Linked DNA regions of Nothobranchius furzeri: region 1 is linked to region 2. A link is a contact called in public Hi-C data. All regions are on one chromosome and are shown on one strand. Each heading gives the region's core, a stretch centred on a gene start, on an enhancer-like site or on the middle of the called end of the contact. The rest is flanking DNA. Distances are from core to core; before and after follow the strand shown. Region 1 has its middle 140 kb from the start of LOC107387550. Region 2 holds the start of LOC107387550 (zinc finger protein 503).

Region 1 (6,610 bases), core at 481-2,980, 130 kb after region 2:
ACTCACAGCCATTTTTATTCTCCTCTTCTTCCTGCCTGGTTTGATGATGTCATTTTTGTGAGACGAGCAGGTGTAGTCCACCATTTGTTTTCACACAAAACCTAAAATAACATTTGTTGTCCCGTCAAAAATAAGCACTTTCTTGGCTTGAAAATTTATTTAAAATTCACGAACATCATATGTGAAATCCATGACACACAACAAACTGGACCAGAAAATAACTTCACTGACAGGTTTGACAGGTTTCCTAACTTCTATTGCTCCATAGGCTCCCATTCATTTTTTTGGCAGTAGAAGTAGTTGGGCATGACCTAGGCTCCCCATAGTGTTAGCTGTGTGGAACAGATATCTGCTACAGGAAGTTCAGTTAACACCATCATAAAATTTCCCCCAAACAGTGAGTTTTTGATAAAGTTTTATGTTTGTGCAAATCTGTGAAATTAACGTTCATTTACAAAATATGGAGGTATTATTTCAGGGTATGTTTTGTTGACCACAGCGCCACCTAGACAAGTGGGTCCTCACAAACACCTGAGTTAAATAAACAGCCCACCTTAAATTAGAGTCTTTGCAGTTACAGATTTAGAAAGATGCATTGCACTCAGACTTTGCTGTAGTTTTACCTGTCAGATCAAAAATATTACTCTAACAGACATTTAAATGACTCATATAGAAATATGTCACTCTTTAGAGTTTTCTTCCTACAGGGCGTCAGATAAGCTGCATTATTTTACATCATCCAAGCACCAGTTGGTGTCTTATTATTATTATTTTTTATCTCTGAGACTCTTTTCAGAGAGTTTTATGCACCCAATCATTTGATACTGTAAAGTACCTGTTTGACCCACAAGAAGGTGTGATGCTTTATGTCCTTCCAGACAGACAGCAGTGGAGATTGGTTTTCAGAAATTTGATGAGGGGACATAAAAAGACGCTGAACTCACTGCCTTTGTCTTCCCAACATGCCCAATGTCACTTATTTCCCTGTCTTCAAGCAACTCAAAGAAGTCCAGACGCTTTTCTTTCAAAGCTCCTTAGACTACAATGACCTGGATGACTGAGAACCTTCACAGGCCTATTTCCCTGATTGTTTACATTTGCTAAATTAAACTAATCCAACCGACTTGAGAACGTTATTTTTATATTTAGGTCCTTTTATTGAAAAATCTGAAAAAGAACAGTGTAGCATCTGCTGTAACTGGTCCTCACAGTGGGCAGATTTGATTTTGGCACATAGTTACAAGACAAAAAGCGACAGTACGCGATGGAGAAGAGAGCTGTGGTGTAGACAGGAGTGATGCCAGCTCATTCCCACTCATGGGGCTGCAGGCACGCTCATCAATTCTTACCTATCATCCTTAGCACAACACACAGGCTCATCACAATTATCCCTCAAATACCCACAGTGCATTAAAATCCAAAGAAAAGCTGATCCCCCTTCTTTAACACATTTAATACTGTAACGAAACTCTCGTATCTATTGTGGAAATGGACTCCAAGGCAAGAAGTTTAGTTTAATTCTATGCAGAAATGGAGGATTAAATGTGTTTTGATGAAGTGGAAGATTATCAGTCTCTCTTCACCAGAGACCCCGCTCCTTCTTCTCTTGGGTGGTCTCTGTGGATGACTCTGTCTGTGCCTACATGCACTGCCATTGTGTTATACCAACAGAGCACAACAGCAAGACATACGCTGCTGAGGAGAGAGACACAAAACACACTCTGAAGCCTGAAGCCTTTGGCGTCTGCCTTGCTCCTTTAAAGAGGCTGTTAAATATGAGTCAGCTGTTGTGCTCAGGACTCCAACAACTGCTTTAATTCCTCTGCCCCCCTCCTCCTTTGCTTTAAAGGGGGCTTTGTGCCTGTAGGGCCCCCATCAGTTACCTGCTGACAGGCCGAGCATGACTGATGAGCTGCCCGAGGCGCTCCGGTATACTTTGTCAGCTGCTCATAATTTATACATCTTATCTGCGTCAGAACAAAAGACAGAACGTGGCTTTATGGAAATAAAAACAGAGACTTGTTTAGACTCCAGCATGTGGAGTGAAGCGGAGTGATCATGGTTGTTTCTCTTACACGTTGCCTCGTCTGTCTCTCTGCACTCCACACCCATTTTGTCTACCAACACCTTCGTGCATGCGTGTGCGTGTGTGTGTGTGTGTGTGTGTGTGTGTGTGTGTGTGTGTGTGTGTGTGTGTGCGTGCGTGCGTGTGCTGACCTGAAGTCTTTTGAGGTTGTTGCGGTTGTGTCTGCCTTTAGTTGGCAGGTGACAAAGACATGAAACACGGGTGTGTTTATACAAGGTCAGCTGTTTAATTTTCATGCAAAGCATTAAGTCAGAGACCAGCATGTGTGTACACAACGTGCTGGCTTAGGTTTCAGTCACTATTTTGATTTGGGAATGGTTAGTGATGGTCAAAAACATGCATTAGCAAGACCTGCGTCGGGACTCATGGTGAACAGGATATTGAGGTGGACCATGGAGAGAGAGATGATTTATCACTGCCGCTGCAGCTCTTCCCTGCAAGGCATGGATTTCTCTTCAAACGCTGTGCTTTGGTCTGTGATATTGAGAGTGATTCATTCACTGAGTCATCCTCCAGCACTTTGTCACATTCAAATTGTCTTGCCAGCTCTTTTTGTTTTGGTTTTCTCACGGCCTTGAACAAAATGTGGGATATGCTCTTACTTGCAGCATCTGCCAAAACACTACTCATCCTGCTTTTGTCTCGCCTTGGGTTTTTGTGGCCCCTTGGTAATGAGATACACAGAGTGCAACTATAATAGCCAGCCTGTGGTGTTATTGGTACAACAGGTCTAAAATAACCGAGAAATTCAAATGTGTTCAACTGCATGTTGCTAAAAGCACACTGTGATTGCATTCACAGGACTTTATTACAAGATGTTTTTTAACACAAACCTCACTCAGACAAGTTTGCTGGAGCACTCATAGATTGTGATTCAACCACATTTTCCTGATTCTTCTTTTTTTGTTGTGTTTTATCCGACAAGTTTAAGCGGTATACCTCCGTTTAGCTTTCTGGTTCAAAGCTGTTACCAGTCAAGTCAGCTGTGACTATCCAGCGGAGGAACAGGCAGATATCTAAAACCGTTCAGATGGTATCCGTGTCTTGGTGTGGTTTCTGTTTGTTCTCCTGGAGCGAGCCGGGCAGTGGATCATTTGCACCACAGTGACAAGTACATCATCATCCGCCTGTAACCTTAGCTTGGAGAGATGATGCGGGCTTTGTTCTCCGCCAAGCTCACTTGGGGATGTTTGGCAGTGTGCTGATAGATACGCTTATCCTAATGTCAGTGCACAGCACCATCCCTGATAACAGATTCTCTCAGTAGAATCCACCCAGCTTATCTCGCTGCGGTGCTGTTAGGCGGCGGCGGCCTCTCTGTGTGGGAAGAAGGCATGCAGACATTCTTTTATTTACAGAGCTACTTCAGCACATTTAGCATAAGACATGTTTGCTAAATTTCTTCTTTCTGAGGAACAATCATGAAGGAACTGTGTACCTGACTAATGCAACAGTGCTGATATAAGCGCAGACACACGTTTAATGTCCACAAAACAAACTTACAGGTGGAACACAAAATCCAATCTGTCAGTGATTACTTCAGCAGGTGCCCCCATTGTGGTCTCCCAAAACACTCTGTTTAGAGTATGTTGTTTTAGTTAAAAGTTCTGCTGCGTATGTTGCCGTTTTGTTCTTTGAACTCATTTGTAATGCATTAGAAGCTGATGAAAATGTAGATTTTTTATTTAATGTGGAGCATCTGTCCTGCAGTGGAGGATAAGGGTTCGTGCTGAAGCAGTGAAAGGGGAAAGGGGGCTTTAAGCGGAACAGAGCATCCTGCTCAGCTCCGCTCAGCAGTCGGCTGATGAGCCTGTAGGAGATAACTCTGTCTGCATAGCACAACCAGGAGATGAGACAGGAGGCCTTCGAGGGCTTGGGGTTGGGGATGAGTGGGGTGCAGACCTGGGAACGCCAGCTGCCAGACAGCTCACCACATGCAACACATGTCTATCAGCACCTACTGTTCCACTATGCACCATTAAGATGACAGAAAGGTCCATATCCTGTGCAGGGATGATAGATATGTCATATCTCTGAAAACCCTGTTTGTCTTCCACAGGTGTATGGGCCCTTTTTTTTCTCTGCGAGCAGACAGCACACACGGTACTTTTCGACACTCTTTCGCTGATAGCGATTCGGCATGCAGACGGTATCAAAGGGGAGATCTTTCCCATGCAATTATGGCAGAAAATAAAGGCGATGAGGTGTGCGGCACAAAGAAAAGCAAATGATCAAAAGGCGTGGAATGAAAGCTGATTACGTAAAAGGCTAAATGTTTCACGCACTGAACGTGTTGATGTGAAAGAGTGGGAAAGCAAGGCAATAATGCTTTTTTAATTTATGTGTGACCTAATAATAAGTAAGTTTAAGCTAATGTAATACCAGAAAGCTTTTTTTTTATTTACATTTTCATCTAATTCATAACATTGCTTGGGTGAATGACTATTATGTTGTAAGGTGCTTTGGGGGGTTCTAGGACTCTAGAGGGTCATTAAATAAATAATAATGCTGCAATGGAATATATGGAAAACAAAGGAGCTTAAACCTCTTTCATGCTTCTTAGCGTTCTAACATAGTACAGCTATAAAAATATTGTGAAGATTTAAAAAAAATATGAAAAAATATATTTTGTAGAAAATCCTTCACCATTAAAACATTTAGGACTGAAAGCAACTACTGGACCGGCTGTCGATCTCACCAAACCACCGCACTTCCCTGGGTCCTCCACTCATAAATCATTCATGTATTTATTAACAGAACACCACTGGTCAGAATCAGAATCAGCTTTATTGTCTGGTGTGTAAGGTTCTGCGCTCAGTCATATCAGAGCAGGAGAAACAGCCGGCTGCTACCACTTCAACTTAGGACAAACTACCAGAATCCCAAAAGGAGAAACACCTTTTGAAGTCACGGACAACAAAAGATGTTTGGACCTATACAGCGACTGGTGTTTAGCGCTCTCTAGTTTCCTCTGGCATCGCGGGTTTCCAGTTCCAGCTGCAGTGTCTCAGGGAAGTAGGGCTCCACGATATTAGGAAAACCTGCTATATTCGATAACAGTGCTTAATATTGCGATATCAATTTTACTCACGATAAATGAACAAATACTAAAGTATGCAGTGTTGATGTCATCTGGCGTGTGACGTCTGCTCTGGGTTCAAAGTAAACAAAAACTAATGCATGAATTCCATTACAACATAACATTTTATTGCAAAAATATGCAGCTGCACCTGCTACTGTATTAGCAGCAAAACAACAAACTGCATGCATGCAGTTTCTCTGTGACTTTAAAACATCACCACCACCATAAAACTTTTTCTGATGCTCCAAATACAGAAAAACATCCCTTACCAGGGTTTTTGAATAAATAAAAGAAATCTGAAAGTAAGTTTAAATGTTAAATAATAGTTAACATCACTTAAATGCAACAGCAAATTCTCTCATTGCTACTAAACATTTTCTCCACGTATGTGGTTATGATATAAGGCTGTTGCTGTAATTGGGAAGTGAACTGTGCTGGGCCAAACTAGGAGAACATTAAGATTTTCTGAGGGAAAGAGAAAAACAATTGTCTACCTTTCAGAAGAGGAACTGGCAAAAAAAACTACATGGAAAATATGTGAAAACGTTTGTTTTTAACCCCAAATTGAACAAGTTTACCTAGATCTTAAAAAGCAGCTCAGATGATGAAACTGCAACTATGATTCTGGTAAGAAGCTAACAAATTGAGCTAGCTCCTCTAAGATAACCGGCTAGCAGAGCTTCTGACTGACAGTTTATGTGCAGCAGCAAATCAACTATCCTGATTAACAAGGTTATAAAAGCTCATAAATGAAAAATCACTTTGATGTGTGGGGGAACTTTTCCAGGCCCTCTTTAGCAGGGTGGGACTGGGAGGAGAGTGCTGTATCTCTAGCTGGAAGCTAACCGGAGCCTGGGGCTAACGTCACCACCCGGTGGAACACTAGCGGCATGGAGGTAGGTGGGTTGGTTCACCGGCACGTGTCGGAGTCAGCCCGGTTATTATCAGCTGCTTAATGACACCGAGCGGACTCACGTTCACATTTGAAAGCAGCGCTGTTTCCAGAAACCTCAGCACAGAGTGCGCTCTTAATCTGAGCCAGCATGACGAACAAGGGAACGGCGCCACTTGCGTTCCACCCATCCTAGGGGTCTATGTAGGGGGGCAGGCGTATCACGTGAACGGACCCATCTGATTGGCCGCATATCAGAAGGGCTACATTTGATTGGTCAAATAATACTTCCGCGTAAAAAAACAGCTGGTTTACAAAAAGTTGATGTATGACACGGATGGAAATGTTTGAACCAAACATTTATCGCCGTTTTTGATGTGCTTTCCGATGGGCCTATCGCGTGCCCTGTTATTGCGATGACGATAATTTTTAGATATATTGTGCAGCCCTACAGGGAAGACACCCGGGGGGGGAGTGGGGAGGGCTCTGTGACCCTGTTTGTGTTTTCCATAACAGCTTTAAATAATTTATCATTTAACTCGTTGCTATT
Region 2 (6,777 bases), core at 3,569-6,068:
CGTGCTGCACTAGCCCTGGCCAACCGTGACTTTGTAGCTGTCGTTTGAACTAAAGACCGTATGTAGGGTGAAATGGGAAACCGTGGGCCAAACTGCTTAGGCACACAGAGGTCAACCCTGTCACAAAGCAAGTGTTCAGTATTTTTGATTAAATAGCCCCTCTAAATATTCACACAAGTTTATACAGTTTAAAGCCATGGTTAATATATGTTAAAGTGTCTAATTAAACTCTGTTTGATGTAATTTACGTTGATATGCTTTAAAGAAGCATTTTGTGCCAACAATGCAATTAAAGTATTATTTATACCTTTTAATGTATATCTAACAATGGTGTGTCTGACAAAAAGAAATAAATAATAAAATAAAATATGTTTTATTATTATTGACTTTCTGTAATTGCTGTTATAAAGACATTATAGCTAATTCCCAAACACATTAAGCTTTAAAGAGGTTCATGCTTACCGTATTTATATGAACTAAGCTTCAATAAATAGTTAATAATTAATATTACAAGGATGGATGTGTGTGTGTGTGTGTGTGTGTGTGTGTGTGTGTGTGTGTGTGTGTGTGTGTGTGTGTGTGTGTGTGTGTGTGTGTGTGTGTGTGTGTGTGTGTGTGTGTGTGTGTGTGTGTGTGTGTGCACTTTTTATGGGGAAACACTGTGGTTAGTATTTGTAAAACAAAACATGTTACCAAGTGATATGATTTGGCTGCAGCTTAACACACACACACACACACACACACACACACACACACACACACACACACACACACACACACACACACACACACACACACACACACACACACACACATATATATACACATATATACATATACAAGTGAATAATTTTTTTTAAGTCAATAACTTTGACTTCCTTTAGTGAATTTCAGTACTTTACGTTTAGTTTGTAATTTTGCTCTTTCTGGTCTTTTTGTCAGCGAGTAAGAGTTATTATTGTTCTTCCAGAAAAACAGATTTTTTAAAAATGCAATTAAAATTATCACACGAGCTCACGTTGATATTTAAATCTTGTCGTCAAAATGTCCCAGTGCAAAAACCTTCTACCTATTTAATCCTTAAAACCTAACCTTCTCGGTATTTGCACTGATTCATATGTGACTATGTGTGACTCCATAACTGTCGCTCATCAATTAAGATCTGAGATATGACTCTTTGGGTCTCAGTCCCATTTGTTCTCATGACATTAAGGTGCTGTTTGTAAGTGAGCAGAAACGCATTACAGATGACCCAAGTTGGCTTCATGGCTGACTGGCTGCGGCGCTGAACGGTGGGGTTAGCGGCTTTATTGCCATCCATCACTGAGCTATGTTTAGCCCTCCTCTGTGACGGTTAGGAGGAGTTGATGCATACAACGTCTGACCGTGGTCATCGCTGGATGGCAGCTGAATTTACAGGATAAATAATGACACTTTTGGCTTGATTAAGCTGATTTGTTTTAACGGACTGATTAAATACTTAAACTCCGTGTTATTCATGCTCTGTGCTTCAAGTCCTCATTAGAGTAATCACAATAGCTCTGGAAGCACCCAACATCTGTGTCGTACATTTTTCTTTGGAGACGTTCTGGCTCACATTAAAAGCTCTTTTGTCTTCATAGATGAGTCGATAAGCTGAAATTTTTGAGAAGATTCAGTATCAAGCTTTGGCTTACATTTATGTTTAAGGAAAGCCAGTTGCGGAATGTGTGCAGATGCTATTTGTTGTTTAATATAAAAACGTGCAAATGTTGGCTCTCCGTAGCGGCCTTTTGCAAAGCCTGTGGTTATCCTCGTGGCAATAAAGCTGCAGCTGCAAATAAAAGAAACATGTTTTTCTAGAATGATTTCAGAACTCATCATACATTTTTAATCCAGCTTGCGTTTTGAAACCCCAATGCACATCAGAAATATAAAAAAAGGATAATATAGTTTACATTTCAGTTACTTTATTATGAAAAATTCTCCATCTAAAATAAAGCAAGTGAGCAAATGTAAACAGTTTGTGTTGTGGCACTTAAAAAATATCAGGTGGTAAAAGGAGGCTTTCATGCAGGTTTTGCTGCCGACAGAATAAATCAATTCCACTTCTGAAGAAGTTGCTCTGATTGATTTTATTTTCCACGTTCATCAGGCTGTCAGAACCCTGTGCAGCAGCCCAATCTGTCCGAGTGAAGCAGCACAAAGATGGCCTTTACTTTGGAGTCAGAGCGCTTTGGTTTCAGAATAGAAAATAAAACCAGAAATCAAGTCCAGCATCTTCAAATGCAAACTTCTCCTGTGTAAAATAATGCACATCCAGGCATGTCAAATTTATATTATAATTATTTTTTATTTTAGTCACGCTTGAAGCTATCGCAAATAAATACACTGATCCCAACATGGATCCAGTCCCTGCATGAAATACAATATAAAACTCATTAGGCCTAAATTTCCTTTATAAATGTAGAATTCTTTGTTCTTCACTGGTATCCTAAGGCCGAGGCTGTCGTCAGTCTTTGTCCATACAAGGCGTATGGGGAGTAATAGGGCCCGGTGGCTGCAGGTACTGGCACCGGAGCCCCGGGAGTGGGCAGAGGGCTCTTTGAATACGGGTGATACCGGCTGCTTAGTCCGAGGGGGTGATGGGGGCCCCTGAGGGCCAGCGTGCCGGGGCTGCCTGGGCTGCCGTTTGGAGGAATATGCATGTGGCAAGCCATAGCAGCGGCTGCTGCAGCGTTTGCAAGAGAAGTCGACCCTGGGTATCCAGTTATCAACTTCTCTGTGCCGGCGAAGGCCGTGTGAGTCCGCAAGTGTCCAAGGAGTTCCTCTGAGGACGCAAAGCGCTTATCACAAGGTCCGTTAGCAGACACCCAGTTGCACACGTGTGGCAGAGGGTCATTGGGCAACATAAAGCCATAAGGGTACAAAGGGTGTCCTGTAAAAGATGGGGCAGAAGAGTGAACGCTGTGCAATGGATGTGTTGGGTACATGAGTGGGTATCCGGATTTAAGAGCGTTGGCAGCTGCAACAGCGGCGGCAGAGTCGTGTGAGCAGTTGGCGCCAGACGCGCCGGTCAGATGGCTGGTGCAGTGGTAGCTCAGGCAGTAGGGGTCTCGACACAGACTAGCAGACATTAAGGACGGCGGGGATGCTCCAGCCAAAGGGCTTGTTCCGGCTTTACTGCACCCTAAAGAGCTGGCAGCAGCAAACTGGGCGCTTAAGAGCTGGTTGCTGGATTTGGTGGGGTCAAGGGTCATTCCAGGTGGGAGAAACGGCTGTGGGTAACCTGCATATGCACCTGCTAAACTTCCAGGGTAGGAAATACTAGCGGACGGCAAGGGGAAAACTGTATGGCCTGGCTTATATGGAGAGACAGGGGCCACCAGTCCAGAGCTGAGAACGGAGGCGGATGAGGTTACAGATGTGGAGTCGGATGTAACAGTCTTGGATCCAGATGTGTTTTCTTGGTGCTGGCTGCCATCAGAGGTAATTCCGTTAATCTTTTGGCTGCCACCGCTCTCTGTCGCGTTGCCTTTATTGCTATCAGAGTCCTTCTTTTCCTCCTTGTCCCCAGCCCTGCCTTCAGACGGCATAGGGGAAACTGAGGTGCAGGAGCTGGGGCTGCCTGTCCTGGGCGTGAACGGCTGGCAGGTGGCGCTAGGCACTCGGAAACTGGTTTTATCTCCATTGAGGCTGCTGCTCGAGTCCTTCTTCTCTGACGACTTCGAGTAAGGTTTAAAGCTGGATTTGTCCTCGGCTCCGATGTCGCTCATTTTCAGCGGTCCGGATTTTGTCTCCTTGTCACTAGATCCGTTTGAGGCCACAGAAGAGAGTTTGGAGGAGGACGGCGGGTCCGGTTTGCCAATCTGCGAGCATGTTTGAGCCAAAAGGGCCAGCGGACTCTTTTTGGCATCCAGCTGCAAAATAAAAAATCATGTTGAAATGTGTGAAGAATGTGAAACAATTCATTTATAACCATATAAGCTGTGAAACTGCATCGCATGTTTAGAAAGGTGACCGTTCCGCGCATTTTACGCACTGCGCATAAACTTATCTCAGGAAGAAACCGAAGCCCGATTTATTCAGTAAGACCGCTTGTGCAACACGAAAGCAAAATATAGACACGTATTTTCTGTTGTGTTATTAAGTAAAGTGAGTCCAAAGTTGGGATAAAAATAATCAGATAAAAGACAGCGGATGTTTTCTATGGAAAATTCAAAATAAATGAATTGATCCATAATTACGGAACTCTGACGGGAGGTTTTGTGAATATTTTGGTTAAAAAAAAAACAACAACAAAACTTTACATAATGCACGCGAGCGAAAATGTTATTTTCACCAAATCGCTTTGACGTTTACCTCGATGGGGCTGATGGGAGTGGAGGGTAATGGCTGGAGGTACTCCGGGTGTAAAATGTGTCCCGCCCGAGCCGTGAGCATTTTCAAAATCTTGATGGGAAGACGACTGGCTTGGCGAGAAGGGTCTGCAGGACAGACGGAGTTGTAAACGGACAGTTGGCTGATTTTCGCTGCTCCTTTCTCCCCCGAGGAGCCGCTCTCCCACGCCGGACTCGTGCTATTTCTCAAGACAGAGACCGTGGGCGATGCGCTCATGACCCAATTCTCGTAAAAATGGTTGGAAAATACATATGTCGAGTAAAAAAAACAACAACCCAACTACCAAACGTTTGGAGACTCGAGCCTTTTCCTGGAACAAAACAAAAGTAAAATCCTTAAAACCAGCGCGTGAGGAGTAGTCTGAATCCGTGCGCTTCGCAGCAGCGGTGCTTCATCCCCAGCGACGCTGTAACAGTGTGGCTTCAGGTCCGAGAGCGAACTCGCGTATCTCTGACAGGACGGATCACTCCGCCTCCTCTCCAGCGCCGTCTTGAATCAGTCCGCAGACGATCGCTTTCTCTGCGCCCTCCCAATCAGACGGAGATCCCAAAGTGATGGAGGCTCCAAGTAATGTGACGTTTCCACCTCACACATGGCGCCCGTTTCATTTTTCACTCAAATGAGCGCTTTTTAATTCGGAGATCTTTTTATCTGCGTATTTGCGCAATTTGGCAACTTTTACGCATGCGCTGCTGATGAGTCCTGTGTGCGTGTGTTTCGGGGGATTTCAGGACCACAATAACCGATTTAAACTGAACCGAACACAACGTGCATTAGAAATTGGAGCAATTTGATATATATTTTTACAACATTCATGTTAGATGACCCAAACATGCATGCCTGTTCCATATCTGATCAAACCTGAGGTTTCCTCGTATGAAACAGTGCATCTGATTGAATTCCATAAATAAATATTAAAATATGCGAAAAATCAGTGTCATAATAAAAAAACACACACACATTTGGTCCACGTTTCTCCAAACTCTGTCCTCTCAATCACACAACTGGCATACAGGACAGGATACTGACATATGCCAGCATATCTGTCAGCTGTCTGCTAGCTCCCCCTCCCTTCTTTCCTCTTTTCTGTCAGAATGAGGTCAAGTGAATCCACAAGAAGTGGTAAAAACCTGAGATTTCTCCTTCCTTTACTCGTCCATCATAATTTAGGCATGTCTGCCCTTTTAAAACACAAAACACATGTATTTAAGTCTATAAACAACAGCCATGCACTAAATAGTTTTATGTTTCAACTTAAAAATAAATAAATAAAATTCTACGTTTTCATTCACACAAAATCCTTTAATTTTCACCCCCAAAAGCGCGTAAAAACACTGCTGGAGCCATTAATCATTAAAGTTCCAGGTTTCTTCCCATCGAAGCAGACCCACTTATCTTATTACTCAATAGCCTATAAATGTCTTGCTGATCAAGCGAAAGTTAAACATATGCAAGTGTTTTTTGATTGATAACAGGGGTGCTGTTTTCGGCAACGGCTGTCAGGCTCTGACACAGCGCGCTGAGTTATTAGGGCAGAGAAGGGCGACCATAAATTTCGTCCGTCAGGCAAAAACTCCTTTATTGTGGACGTGATGGATGGCTCTCAGCAGCAGACACCAAATTCTCGGTTTTATCCTTAAATGGCTGCAGATTCTTTCTCTTTTTTTCCCCTCCAGGAGTAATTCATTACTTTTTAGACCAAAGCTCGGACTCTTCTCGCTTGCATTTCGCAGGAGTTTACGCAGCGCATGCAAACACAAGCAGATGCGATTACGCAGGAAGAGTCACGGGTTGCTCCGGAAATTTAGATGTCCAATTGAATAATTCATGCTCTCTTCATGTTAAAGTACATTTTAGGTCAGAATTAACCACAGATTAGGTGAGAAGGGCAGTAAAATTACTCCTGCAAAGTGTGTGCTTTTTTATTTTCCAATTTTACTTTGCAGATTAGAGGAGTTTTTGTTCCCCACAGCTTTTGTTGGTTCAACTGGACAAAGATAATGTAAAAATTGGGCATGCACAGTAATACTCTTGATGAATTACTTCATAAAATGTTAAAGGGTTTTCATTGCATTCATGTTTTCATCCCTGCTTGCTGCACTGTGCAAATTTCAGTCTCTTTTAAAAACAGATTAAATCGACATTTGCAACAATTTCTTCTTGAAACAAACTAATGTACAATCATGTAATTTAGCTCCAAAGGCCGATGGTTGCTACTGGGCTGTTTAGAAAAATGCATATATTAGCTAATATATCAGTCTGGTTTAAATTAGATTGCTTCAGCTTTTGTTTCTGTAACAGCAGCTAAACACATGATGAAGTGTGAAAGTAATGCTGTTGTGGACACTTTAAAGGTTGCATGCAGCACAGGAAGGGAGGTGGGGGTACACATCCCAC

Evidence for each region. A called contact is a pair of places that touch in the nucleus more often than the background predicts.
Region 1: a Hi-C map of skeletal muscle shows a contact between it and region 2, with 6 times the contacts expected there. The contact joins the enhancer-like site here to the promoter of LOC107387550 in region 2. A contact is called at or near these places in 2 of 2 Hi-C or Micro-C datasets (skeletal muscle and tail fin).

The regions. Positions count from the first base shown.
Region 1 is chr16:40,398,436-40,405,045 of NfurGRZ-RIMD1, forward strand. No RefSeq gene overlaps it. Among protein-coding and RNA genes, the nearest start is that of LOC107387550, 140 kb to the left of the region's middle. Within about 2 kb of position 1,731, at least 1 of the 3 cell types and tissues checked has an H3K27ac peak or open chromatin away from gene starts, as enhancers often do. A contact at or near this core is called in tail fin, where this site is marked.
Region 2 is chr16:40,260,554-40,267,330 of NfurGRZ-RIMD1, forward strand. LOC107387550 (zinc finger protein 503) reads right to left here and starts at 4,819. Exons shown (of 2, transcript XM_015962566.3): 1 at 4,342-4,819; 2 at 2,308-3,899. The coding sequence starts at 4,596. The coding sequence ends at 2,463.